Regions from separate parts of the Mus musculus genome. Here region 2 is linked to region 1. The links are chromatin contacts, called in public Hi-C maps. All regions are on one chromosome and are shown on one strand. Each heading gives the region's core, a stretch centred on a gene start, on an enhancer-like site or on the middle of the called end of the contact. The rest is flanking DNA. Distances are from core to core; before and after follow the strand shown. Region 1 overlaps Gtf2i (general transcription factor II I). Region 2 has its middle 6.4 kb from the start of Gm46925.

Evidence for each region. A called contact is a pair of places that touch in the nucleus more often than the background predicts.
Region 2: a Hi-C map of bone marrow-derived macrophages shows a contact between it and region 1, with 54 read pairs. The contact joins two enhancer-like sites. A contact is called at or near these places in 1 of 15 datasets of contacts at CTCF or cohesin (pro-B cells), 23 of 484 Hi-C or Micro-C datasets (CD4 T cells, CD8 T cells, T follicular helper cells and 15 more), 12 of 115 datasets of contacts at active chromatin or transcription factors (CD8 T cells, the HPC-7 cell line, bone marrow-derived macrophages and 5 more) and 4 of 9 other capture datasets (adipose tissue, embryonic stem cells, liver and 1 more).

What each region holds. Positions count from the first base shown.
Region 1 is chr5:134,256,409-134,262,275 of GRCm38.p6, reverse strand. It overlaps Gtf2i (general transcription factor II I), which reads left to right. Exons shown (of 34, transcript NM_010365.4): 15 at 375-433; 16 at 1,638-1,709. Among named protein-coding and RNA genes, the nearest start is that of Ncf1, 30 kb to the right of the region's middle. Within about 2 kb of position 3,720, at least 53 of the 459 cell types and tissues checked have an H3K27ac peak or open chromatin away from gene starts, as enhancers often do. A contact at or near this core is called in the HPC-7 cell line, bone marrow-derived macrophages and microglia, where this site is marked.
Region 2 is chr5:134,339,180-134,345,046 of GRCm38.p6, reverse strand. No RefSeq gene overlaps it. Among named protein-coding and RNA genes, the nearest start is that of Gm46925, 6.4 kb to the left of the region's middle. Within about 2 kb of position 2,291, at least 37 of the 459 cell types and tissues checked have an H3K27ac peak or open chromatin away from gene starts, as enhancers often do. A contact at or near this core is called in the HPC-7 cell line, bone marrow-derived macrophages and microglia, where this site is marked.

The DNA.
Region 1 (5,867 bases), core at 2,471-4,970:
TCATGGATTGTTTGATTTTTCAAAAAAATATAATATCTCTGGCCCTGCACATATAATTGTTAGATATATGTAGAGCTTTAAAAACAAATATACAAACAACAGAATTTTTTTTAAATATAATATAAAATTACAGGATTATGTTACTGTAAAATTTTTCCATCCCTGTAGCAGGGTACCTCTCACTCTAAGCACATGAAGCGCCTTCTGGGACAGCTTGCACTTTCTATTCTGGAGAACGGGTCTGAAGTTGGTCTGGGTGTGCTGGCTTGCAGTCAGTCTTGACAGATGAGCACTGTATGTGTGCTGTGTTTGCTAGATAGTATCCTAGCTAGAGACTTCTGGCAGGTACTCACTGTTTAATTCTCTCCTTTCAGACATGAGCTTCTGAACTCAACACGAGAAGATTTACAGCTTGATAAACCAGCCTCAGGAGGTGGGTTTCTCGCCTCCAGTTAGCCCATGGCTGTGTGCATGGGAATTGTGACCACTCGGTGCAGCTGCCGCCTCTTTAGTTTATTTTCCTCATAAAGAAAGAAACCTCTGGGGCTGGAGAGGTGGCTCAGCGGTTAAGAGCACTGGCTGCTCTTCCAAAGTTCAAATCCCAACAACCACTTGGTGGCTCACAACCATCTGTATGGGATCTGATTCCATGGTGTGCATGGAAACAGCATTCACGTACATAAAATAAATTTTAAAATAACCTTTGAAGAAAAAAAAGGAGTAGACCTTTGACTAGCAGCTGCTAGTTGTTACAGAACAAACACTCCATCGTTATAGTACTCCGTAGAAGGGTAACAGAATTCTGTAATAGCCATGGATAGATGGGTGGGTTGTGCTCTAAAGCGAGAGCTATGAAACTTTCCTGTGTGGCTGTGATAACCACAAGGACCTGGGGAGGAGAGGCTCTGTCTGACTTACATAGCCCGTTACGAGGGAAGCCAAGGCGGGAAGCTGCAAGAGGAAACTGAAGCAGACTCTAGCAAGGAATGCTTCCTCTTGGTTTGCTCAGCTACCACTCACACTGTCTAGACCCACTTGTCTAGGGATAGCACCACCCACAGTGGGCTCCCACATCAATCGGCAGTCAAGAGAATGGCCCACATCGCCCAGCCATCCAGTACGATGTGAACGATCCTCCTTTAAGATTCCCTCTTGCTGGGCATGTCTAGTTTTGTGTCCTGTCTACAGAAGCTGCGACACAGAGATAGGCAGAGAGACAGTGTGTTTCTGGGCAGACCTGCACACACATACATTGTACATGGTTATTCTTGGCTGTGCCTGTAATCCATGCACTGGGGTACATGGTCTACTTGGTGAGTTCCGGCCAGCCAGGGCTCATGACATACTGTCTCAGAAGTAAATTAACTAAAAAAGGTAGTGTAAAGTCTGCATTTGTTAATTGGCTAAAGGCTCATCAATTCTATCCAGTTCAGGACATAGAAAAGAAATTATAGTTTGTTTTGTATTCCTCAGGATGGAGCAGGAGTTGCCCCATGTATATTAGTCAGTATCTCCTGAAGTTTTAAAGGTAATTTCTGTCAAACAAAGGGAGAAAACTTAACTTAGGGTATTGCCCTAGCATCTCACAACCTGAGGAAAAGCTGCTAACCCTGCGACTGTGTGCCTGTTCCCTACAGTGAAAGAAGAGTGGTACGCTCGCATCACCAAACTGAGGAAGATGGTTGACCAGCTCTTCTGCAAGAAATTTGGTAAGGAGGCTCCTCCCCCTAAGTGAACATTACAGAGTATTTTAAAAGACGCTGTGTGTAGCTGCCTGTGGCCACGTGAACTGGGCTCCGGAGTGGGAGGCTGGAGCTGGAAGAGAGGGAACGGTCGAGAGAAAAAAGGAGACCAAAGTGCTGATCAAGGTCCAGTGTTTACTAGCAGTCTGTGCTTACAGAGGGGGAAAGCCCCTCTCCCACTGATCTACTCTTGATGCCTGTAGCCAGCCTGTAAGCAATCAGGCTGACAGCACTAGTTTGGCAGTAAGGTGTCAGTCTCGGGATCTCTCAGGAAGGCAGGTTCAGTCTCTCAGCAGGTAGCAGCTTCTTGGAGAAGAGCAGCAGCAGGTGACAGAACAATAAAGCCATCTAGGTCAGAAGGCTCCACCCCAGGTGGTCTGTTTCACAGTGGCAGCAAGGTCTGAGTCAGCCTGCTCAAGGCTGGGGGAGGCTACAATACCTCCCTAAGTATATAATAAAAATTAGCTGGACTGGGGCATAAAATGTATTTATGCTCCATGGTCCTGCCTGGCAATTATGGTGGCTGATGGCCGTGCCTGGCTTGGGACTTAGATTTTCTATGTACTATTCTTATCCGTCAGGGAAGTATGTGCAGCTTGCTTGTGTTTATTTTGCACAAACATGGCTCTGTGGTGTATTATTAATAAACCATGGCTTCTTGGCACATACCTCTGTCTTAGATCGATATAGTTCAGAAATCTCAGTGGCCCGTCGTTGGCTAACTGGCCCTCATAGCACACCTTATATCTAATCAGACCAAAGCCACAATGTATACTCAATACATTTCTTCATATCGATGAATTTCTGCCACCTGTGCTTGCTGAAGACAGGCTTAGGGCGATGACTGACCTGCTTGAAATACAAAGCAACAGGATAAAGGCTTCTTGGGGGAAGTCCAGGTACTTTATTCAGTTTTGCAAATTAGCATCGATCAAGCTCAAACTCTGGGAAGGTGGCTTTGAGAATATACAGCTATATATGTGAGTTTGTGTGTATTGTGTGTGTGTGTGTCACATGTGTGCAGGTGTCCAGGGAAGCCAGAAGAGGGTGTCAGGTCTCCTAGAAGTAGACTTACAAGCAGCCGTGAGCCACCTAGCCTGAACCTCTGTCCTCTGGAAGCGCAGCGAGCACTCTGAATTACTGAGCCATCTTTCCAGCCCCAGATGGTCTTTTATCTCTTTGTTTTGTTTTGTTGTTAAGAGTTGTTTTGTTTTAGGAATACAATGAGATGATTCAACTTAACTTAGTGTTTCCTTGCTTTTAGTAAAAACTAATTTTAAAAAGTTTTTAAAGCTGTATATTTTTCTTTTTGCGCTGGGATGGATTGGGCCTCAAGAGCCCTAGACAAATGCTCTACTTCATACCAGCAAATGTTAGGCAAGTCTCTCCTGTGAGCCACACCCCAGCCCTGAATAGTTGCTTCCTGAAGTTTCATTATTCAGTGTAGGTATTTGACCATTTGGATTCCTTTCTCTTTGGGTCCAGCGAGGACATCAGGGCCAGGCCATCTGCCTGCCCACTGGCTTCCTAGAGTCACCATGATCCTGTTTTAGGTTATCTTGGGTTTTAGCATTTATTTAGCTCTCAAGGTTTTTTTGGAAAGGGAAATTTTATTTTTCCACTCCTCAGATAGTGGCGGGAAGCAAACACCATCTCCCAACAATTCCTAGTTGAGGCGCCCATCCTCCTCACCCTCGTCAGTATTCCTAGCAGTAACCTTCCTTCCAGTCATTGGGTGTAAACCAACGAGGAAGCAGTAAAGACTCCTCTCCTGGTGTCCAGTCAGTGCTTCCCCTGGATGCTTGGCAGCCTAGATCAAGTGATGGGGCATGTTCATTTTGGGGGACATCCCCATTATGTCCTTGCATTTCCTGTGTAGGTGTGACGTGTGGTTTTTGAGTATCTTGGCTCCAGAGAATGTCACTGCCGTTGGCTGTTGTTAGCTTTGTCCAGGAAGTGGCAAAGGAAGAAAGGAAGGGGGAGGAAAAGGAGAAGTGGTTGGGAGAGCCTAGGCTGGGAGAGCAGAGGTCACCCTTTCAAGTATAGCTGAGGAAGCAAACTCGGGCTGGGATCTGAGTCTGTCAGGTGTTTGGTCCCCAATACTATAAGATAATTTTTTTTCAAGACAGGGTTTTTCTGTGTAGCCCTGGCTATTATGGAATTCGTCCTGTAGAACAGGCTGGCCTTAAACTCACAGGGATCCACCTGCCTCTGCTTCCTCAGTGCTGGGATCAAAAACTTGAGCTACCATTGCCCAGCTTAATTTTAGACAGCCTTTAAGGAGAAAATAGATTCAGAGGTTTGAGACTGCAGTTAGAGTGCTTGCTTAACATCATACATAACCGGATTTCTTTTTCCCCCCCCAGCGGCCACCATCCAAAAAAAAAAAAAAAAAAACCTTTACTGGGCCCAGCGGCTAGCATTTTTGGTAGATCTAGAAACAAAGCTGTTTGTGAACTGGTGAGAACTCGGAGGTATCGGTCCCCTTTGTTAGGTTTCTAAGGCAGGAGGGAACAAGATCTCCCTGAAATCATCCAGGAGCTTGCTCCACGTTCACCAGCATCCACTGCCTGTAACTGGCAGCTGTGCAGCTCTGCACACTCCTGTGTACAGTAGGGACAGCTCAGAAGTGGAGGTGGCCCGCACAGCCCTGGCTTAGGAGCATTGGTTCTGGTAGGAAAAGGGCAGGACTTCCTGGTCTGTGAGCATGGCGTAGAGAAGGTGGCCGACCGACCGTGTGGGTGGGGACTGGAGGGCTGAGACAGGACAACCAGCGCTCACTGGCTAGGAGGCAGTGTCCTTGAAGTTTTCTTTCCTTTTTGTCCCTGTTGAGACAGGGTTTCATTGCATTTGTAACCCAGGCTGCCCTCAGACTCAGAGCAGTCTCTGCCTCTGCCTCTGCGTGCTGATACTGAAGGCCTTCCTGTGCCTCTGTACCCAGCCTTCAGCTCTTTACTGCTGTCAGCTCAAATGTTCTCTTATAGGAAGCATGTTAAAATCAGGTTTAGATCCTATCTTATGTAACAGCTAAGACAAGTGTGGATCTGAGCTGTGGCCGTCTGCTATTCCTCTCGAGTACGTTTCTTTTACTGCTGTGGTGGGGATAGACTTTGTATGTGGATTTCCAAACACAGTCGAGCCCTTCAGATTTGGTGTTGCCGATATGAAGGAAGGAGTTAAGACAGATGGCTCCCTTGTTAAAGTGCTTGCCTCAAAGGCATGAGGCCCTGCATTTAATCTCTAGAACCCACGGTGACGAGAAGTGGACATGGTATTGCCCTTGTAGCGTCAGCAGTGGGGAGTGCAGACCAGAGGGTCCCCAGAGCTCGCTGGCCAGCCAGCCTAACCTATGTGGAAAGGACCAGGTTCGTCAGTGAGAGAACCTGTCTCAAACAGCTGACAGCTTCCAAGGACCTACACTCGATACTGACCTTCGTTCGTAACATATATGCACATGTGCACAGATGGACAGAGAAATTAGGACAAGACACCTAAAGTATAAAAGGAAAAGTCCATCAGTAACAAAGCAGCCCGGACTGCTTGTAAAACCTGCCTTGCTAGGCTACCAGGCTGCGGAATCTGCAGAGGTCAAATACAGGATCCAGGGGCTGACTGGCTGGCCTGCTCTCAGTCATTTCAATCTTATCTTATCTTTCCTTTCCTTTCCTTTCCTTTCCTTTCCTTTCCTTTCCTTTCCTTTCCTTTTTCCTTTCCTTTTTCCTTTCCTTTTTCCTTTCCTTTTTCCTTTCCTTTTTCCTTTCCTTTTTCCTTTCCTTTTTCCTTTCCTTTTTCCTTTCCTTTTTCCTTTCCTTTTTCCTTTCCTTTTTCCTTTCCTTTTTCCTTTCCTTTTTCCTTTCCTCCCCTTTTTCCCTTTCCTCCCCTTTCCCCTTTCCCCTTTTCCCTTCTCCCTTCTCCCTTCTCCCTTCTCCCTTTTCCCTTTTCCCTTCTCCCTTTTCCCTTCTCCCTTTTCCCTTCTCCCTTTTCCCTTTTCCCTTTCCTTTCTGTATTTTTGAGACAGGGTTTCTCTGTATAGTCCTGGCTGTCCTGGAACTCACACTGTAGACCAGGCTGGCCTTGAACTCAGAGATCTGCCTGCCTCTGCCTCCCGAGTGCTGGGATTAAAGG
Region 2 (5,867 bases), core at 1,042-3,541, 84 kb before region 1:
ATGACTGTTAACCCACTACTAGGAAGGTAGAAGTAGAAAGATTGGGAACTAAAGGTCAGCTTTGTGGAGTTTGAGGCCAGCCTGGGCTACCTGAGACCTGTCTCAAAAAAAACAGCAAAAATAAATAAAAATAGGGACAGGCCTGTGTCACTAAGCCTGGCTAGCCTGGCTAACAACTCACTCTTGGTAGGAATTCTGATCTGGGATTTAATGACTTGGGCATGACAGAGGCAGAGGCAAGTAGATCTCTGTGAGTTTAAGACCAGCCAAGATGACACAGTAAGGCCCTGTCTCAAAAGCAAAATAAAATAAAATTAAAAATAAGCCGGGCGTGGTGGCTCACACCTTTAATCCCAGCACTCGGGAGGCAGAGGCAGGTGGATTTCTGAGTTCGAGGCCAGCCTGGTCTACAAAGTGAGTTCCAGGACAGCCAGGGCTACACAGAGAAACCCTGTCTCGAAAAAAAAAAAATAAAAAAATAAAAAAAAAACAACGATTTCAGGGGCCAGTTAGATGTTCCGGCTTGTGACAGTGCTTGCTATCAAGTCTCATAACCTGAAATGAATCCCCCGGATCCACATAGCAGAAAGAAAACCAACTCTTTTTGAGGTGTCCTGTGACCTCCGTATGTGCACCATGAACACATACATACAACATATGGATACTGCATAGAGAATAATATAAAAACATTCTAACAATAAAGGCAAAGAAGGGAAGCAGAGCTGGGAGGTGCATGCTGGTAATCCCACCCTCGGGAGGCGGAGACAACTGGATCCGTATCAGCTCAAGAGGAGCAAGCCCTACGTGGCAGATTCCAGACTGGCCATGGCTCCATAGAGTGAAGCCAGCCTCAGAAAAATAAAAGTTAAATAAAAAAGGGAGTAAGGGATTGGCGAGATGGCTCAGCAGTTAAGAGTGCTTGTTGTTGACGAAAAGGACCCAGGTTCAGCTCTCAGTACCCACGTGGTTGATCACAACCATCCATAATTCTTAGATCAGGGAATCTGATGCCCTCTCTGACCTCTGACCTCCCCTGGTACCAGGCATGTATGTGGTACACATACCTGCAAGCAAGCAAAACACTCATACACCTAAAAGAAATAAAAATTAAAAATTTTTTTCAGTTAATGCCAGGCAGTGGTGGTACATGCCTGTAGTCCCAGCACTTGGAAGGCAGAGGCAGGTGGATTTCTGAGTTCGAGGCCAGCCTGGTCTAAGAGTGAGTTTCAGAACAGCCAGGGCTATACAGAGAAACCCTGTCTCAAAAAAAAAAAAAAAAAAAAAAAGCCGAGAGAGAAAGAGAGAAAGAGAGAGAGAGAGATCCTATCTCAACCCTCCCCCCAAAATATATTTTGGTTTTCTGGGTTTTTTTTTTTTTTTTTTTTTTTTTTTTTTTTTTTGGTTTTTCTAGACAGGGTTTCTCTGTGTAGCCCTGGCTGTCCTGGAACTCACTCTGTAGACCAGGCTGGCCTCGAACTCAGAAATCCACCTGCCTCTGCCTCCGGAGTGCTGGGATTAAAGGTGTGCGCCACCACGCCTGGCTTGTTTTTTGTTTTTTAATTAGGTATTTTCTTCATTTACATTTCAAATGCTATCCCAAAAGTCCCCCCATCCCCTCCCCCTCCCCCCCAAAATATTATATTAAAAAATGAGATGGGTTGTTGGATAAAGGTGCTTACTGTAGATGCTGGAGTCCGGAGTTTGATCCCTGGGAGCCGTGTGGTAGAGAGAGAACTGACTCTTGCAAGTTTTCCTTTTAGGTCCACAAACAAAGAAAACACAGAAGTAAGTAAAACGCGCGGGCACGCACGCACACACACATATTTTAACAGGAAGAATTTATTTATTTTATGTATATGAGTTCACTGTGGCTGTCTTCAGACGCACCAGAAGAGGGCATCGGATCCCATTACAGATGGCTGTGAGCCACCATGGGGTTGCTGGGAATTGAACTCGGGACCCCTGGAAGAGCAGTCGGTGTTCTTAACCACTGAGCCATCTCTCCAGCCCTGCACGCACCCTTCTAATACATAATTCAACTAGGGGTTTGGGAAGGAGGAAGAGGAAGCCCCTCCCCCCACTTTTGAATGGTGCCAGGGAAGAGGCAGAAGAAAGCAAAGCAACCACACGAAATTCTGAAAATTTTCCTCCCATGATTCCCCAGGACCTTGCTTCGCTGCTCAAATATTTCAGTGCAGAGCCTCAAGCCCTGCCCGGGCGGAGTTGAAGCAGTTCAGGCTCTGGCTCTGAGACGCTGAGGGATGGTGGAGGAAGCTGCACAGTCAGCAGACAGGAAAGCTCTGGCTGAGGAAGAGGAAATAGGAGCAGAGAGGCTGGAACGTGAGAGACCATTGCCACCCAGTCCCAGGCTGCAGAGCAACCCCCACACAGGGGAGGGGGCGCCAAGATCGGCTGACACAAGACAGGCCAAGCGCATCATCAGCTACAATGTGGGTGTGGTGTGTTTGCGTGCATATGTATATGTGTGTGTTTGTGGGGGGGTGGGTTCGCACGCATACACGTGTGGGTGTGGAGGTTTGAGGTTATCCTTCTGTGTCCTTCCTCTGCAGTCATCTATCTTGTTTGTTAGGTTTTGTTTGTAGATTTGTGCTTGCTATTTATTTGTGCATTTGTGGGTATGCCCTTTCTCATACATGCCCAAAGAAGTCTAAAGAGGGCTTTGAATCCCCTACCGCTAGAGTTAGAGGAGGTTGTGAGCCATCTGTTGTAGGTTCCGGGAAATGAACTCTGGTCTTCTATATGGGCAGGAATTGTGTTTAACCACTGAGCCATCTTTCCATCCCTTGCTTTAGTGGTTGGTTGATTGGTTTGTTTGGTTTGGTTTTTCGAGAAACTTTCTCTGTGTTGCCCATGCTGTCCTGTAATTCGAACACACAGAGATTGGCCTGCCTCTGCCTTCTGAGTGCTGCGATTAAAGGGGAGCAACCTCACCAACTTGCTTGTAGTAGTTTTTGACCCGGGTGTCTCACTGACCTGGGGCTAACCTAGGAGTCCCAGGGACACTACCACTGTCACCTATCCAACCCTGGGTTACGACCACATGTCACCACTCCTTGCTTTTGACATTGGCACTGGGGATCAAATTCAAGCCCCAAGCTTGCAAGACAATAGTGTACCGCTTTGAGCCACGCCCCCAGGCAGGGTCCCAGTATGTAGCCATGGCTGTCCTAGAACTCACTCTGTAGACCAGGATGTCCTGGAACTCAGAGATCCTCCAGCCTCTGCCTCCCAAGTGCTGGGATTAAAGGCATGAGCCTCCACTCCTGGCTGCTTATTTTTAATTAAAAAAAAAAAATTATTGGTGGAGCTGGAGAGAGGCCTCAACAGTTAAGAGCACTTACTGTTCTTACTGAAGATCAGGTTTTGTCCCCAGTATCTACATCGGAACTCCAGCTCCAGGGAGTCGAACGCCCTCATCTCAGAACTGAGATGTCTGCTATGGTGGTTTTAATCAGAGGTCACTAGAGAAGCCCACGTGCCCAAAGTGTGCGTTTATACAGAGTCTCCATGGGGTGGCAGCAGTTCTTCATGTACATGGAAAATTGATTTACTCAAATTTTTAATTATTTTTTTCTGGCAACTAAGGTTGTTTTTACACACATCAACTTTGCCTGCCTTGAAATAATACCTATCATTTAAAAGTATTGAAACTGGACAGACGCGGTGATGTACGTCTGTAATCTCGGCGTGAAGTTGAAAGTCATCGCCAGGGCTACATGGAACCCTGTGTCTGAGGGTAATTTGTATGGGCTGTGGAGATGGATAGGTGGGCGAATGCGCTTGCTGCCTGGTCCCATGAGCTGGGTTAGATCTCTTGGACCCGCATGGTGGAGGGAAAGAACCAGTTCTCATGGGCTGTCCTCTGATCTCCGCATGTGCACCATGATATACACACCTGCCCCAACACACAAACAAGTAAATAGATGTTAAAAACTGATAAAGGAAGGCCCGGGAACATTGGCCTCTGTCTCTCACAAGTTAGGTGCACACAACACAGAGAAGGTTTGTTTCCTTTCTTTTCTTTTTTTTTTTTTTTTTTTAGGATTTATTTATTATTATAAATACGTACACTGTTACTGTCTTCAGACACACCAGAAGAGGGCGTCAGGTCTCATTACGGGTTGTTGTGAGCCACCATGTGATTGCTGGGATTTGAACTCAGGACCTTCGGAAGAGCAGTCAGTGAGTGCTCTTACCCCCTGAGCCTTCTCACCAGCCCCTCTTGGGTCATTTCTAAGTTAAAAATTCAACTCCTATTCCCACTACTGGGAAGACTGTTGTATTTGCTGCCCTGTTGAATAAAATGAAGCAAGCTGGGTGTGGTATTATCTCCTGAAAGCGTTTCATGCTTTGGGACTGATGAAGTTTGTCCTATTTTCCTCTTTCAGGCTGGCTGTCCTGATTTCTTTTTTTTTTCCAGTAATTTATTATTTAGTGCCACATACATTTTTCGTGTGTGCCCTCGCATGCCGTCGTGTCTGTGCATGTCATGTGGCATGCATGTGGAAGTCAGAAGACAACTTGCATGAGTTGACTCTCTCCTTCCACCATGTGGGCTCCTGGGGTTCGACCAAAGGTCGCCAGACTTGGCAGCAATCGCCTTTACCCTCGGAGCCATCCCTCCTTCCCTTGTCTCTATTGTCTTCGGATTGATACTCATCTCCGCTTACACAGGGAGGAAACCAATCAGCAAATGGCCAGCCTTACAGGATTGAGACAGAGAACCAAATACAGAGTGGGTGGCCCTGACACTGGAGAAGGGTTTCAGCCTGAGAGTCAAGGGCTGGGAAGATTAAACAGCTGTGCAGGGGCTCCCCTCTGACTAGGTAAGGTTGTCACCTGAACTTTCTAAGCAGTTTTGTTTTGCAACAAGGTCTCATATAGCCAAGAGTGACCTTGAACTTCTGACCCTCTGGTCTCCATCTGCTGAGTGCTAGGATACCAGGTACAGCCAAGCCTAGCTCTGTTTGGTTTTTTCTTCGTTTTTCCGAGACAGGGTTTCTCTGTATAGATCTGGCTGTCCTGGAACTCAGAAATCCTGCTGCCTCTGCCTCCCGAGTGCTGGGATTAAAGGCGTGCACCACCATGCCCAGTTTAGCTCTGTTTTTAAATGTGTGTGTGTGTGTGTGTGTGTGTGTGTGTGTGTGTATGTGTGCATATGTGTGTATGTGGGTTTGTGTGCATGTGTGTGTGCACGTACCTGCCACAGTATGCATGTGGGAAGTGAAGATCATAGGTGTCAACTTCAGGAGTCAGATCTTTCCTATCGTCTTGGGTCTCAGACTCAGACTCGCAGGCTTTTCTGCGAGCTCTTCACTGGATGAACCATCTCACCAGCTCTGGACTGCTTCTCGAGACAGAGGCTTGCACTACAGCCCAGGGAGTCTGGCATTCACTGTGTAGCTCAGACTGGCTTTACACACCTGTATACCTACCTCCTCCTCAACCGCCTGACTGTTGGGCTTCATTAGTAAGATTCCATAGAGCACTCTCTGGCCTCTCTCTCTCTCTCTCTTTTGCCCCCCTTTCTCTCTCTTCATGTGTTCCCAGTCGGTCTTTTCCCTTCTTCCTCTCTTCCCTCTCTTTCTGTCCCTCTCTGTCCCCTGTCTTTCCCACAATCCCTTCTCATCCCCTCTTCTCATGCCCTCAAATAAAATTCATTTTATTAAAAAAAAAAAAAAAAAAAGACTTCATAGCAGCTGTGTAGTGATGGTGGAGCACCGTCTTTGTCCCAGCACTCAGGAGGCAGAGGCAGGCAGAGCTCTGTGAGTTCGAGGCCAGCTTAATCTACAGGGTGAGTTCCAGGACAGTCAAAGCCTCATAGAGAACCCCGTCTCGAACCAACG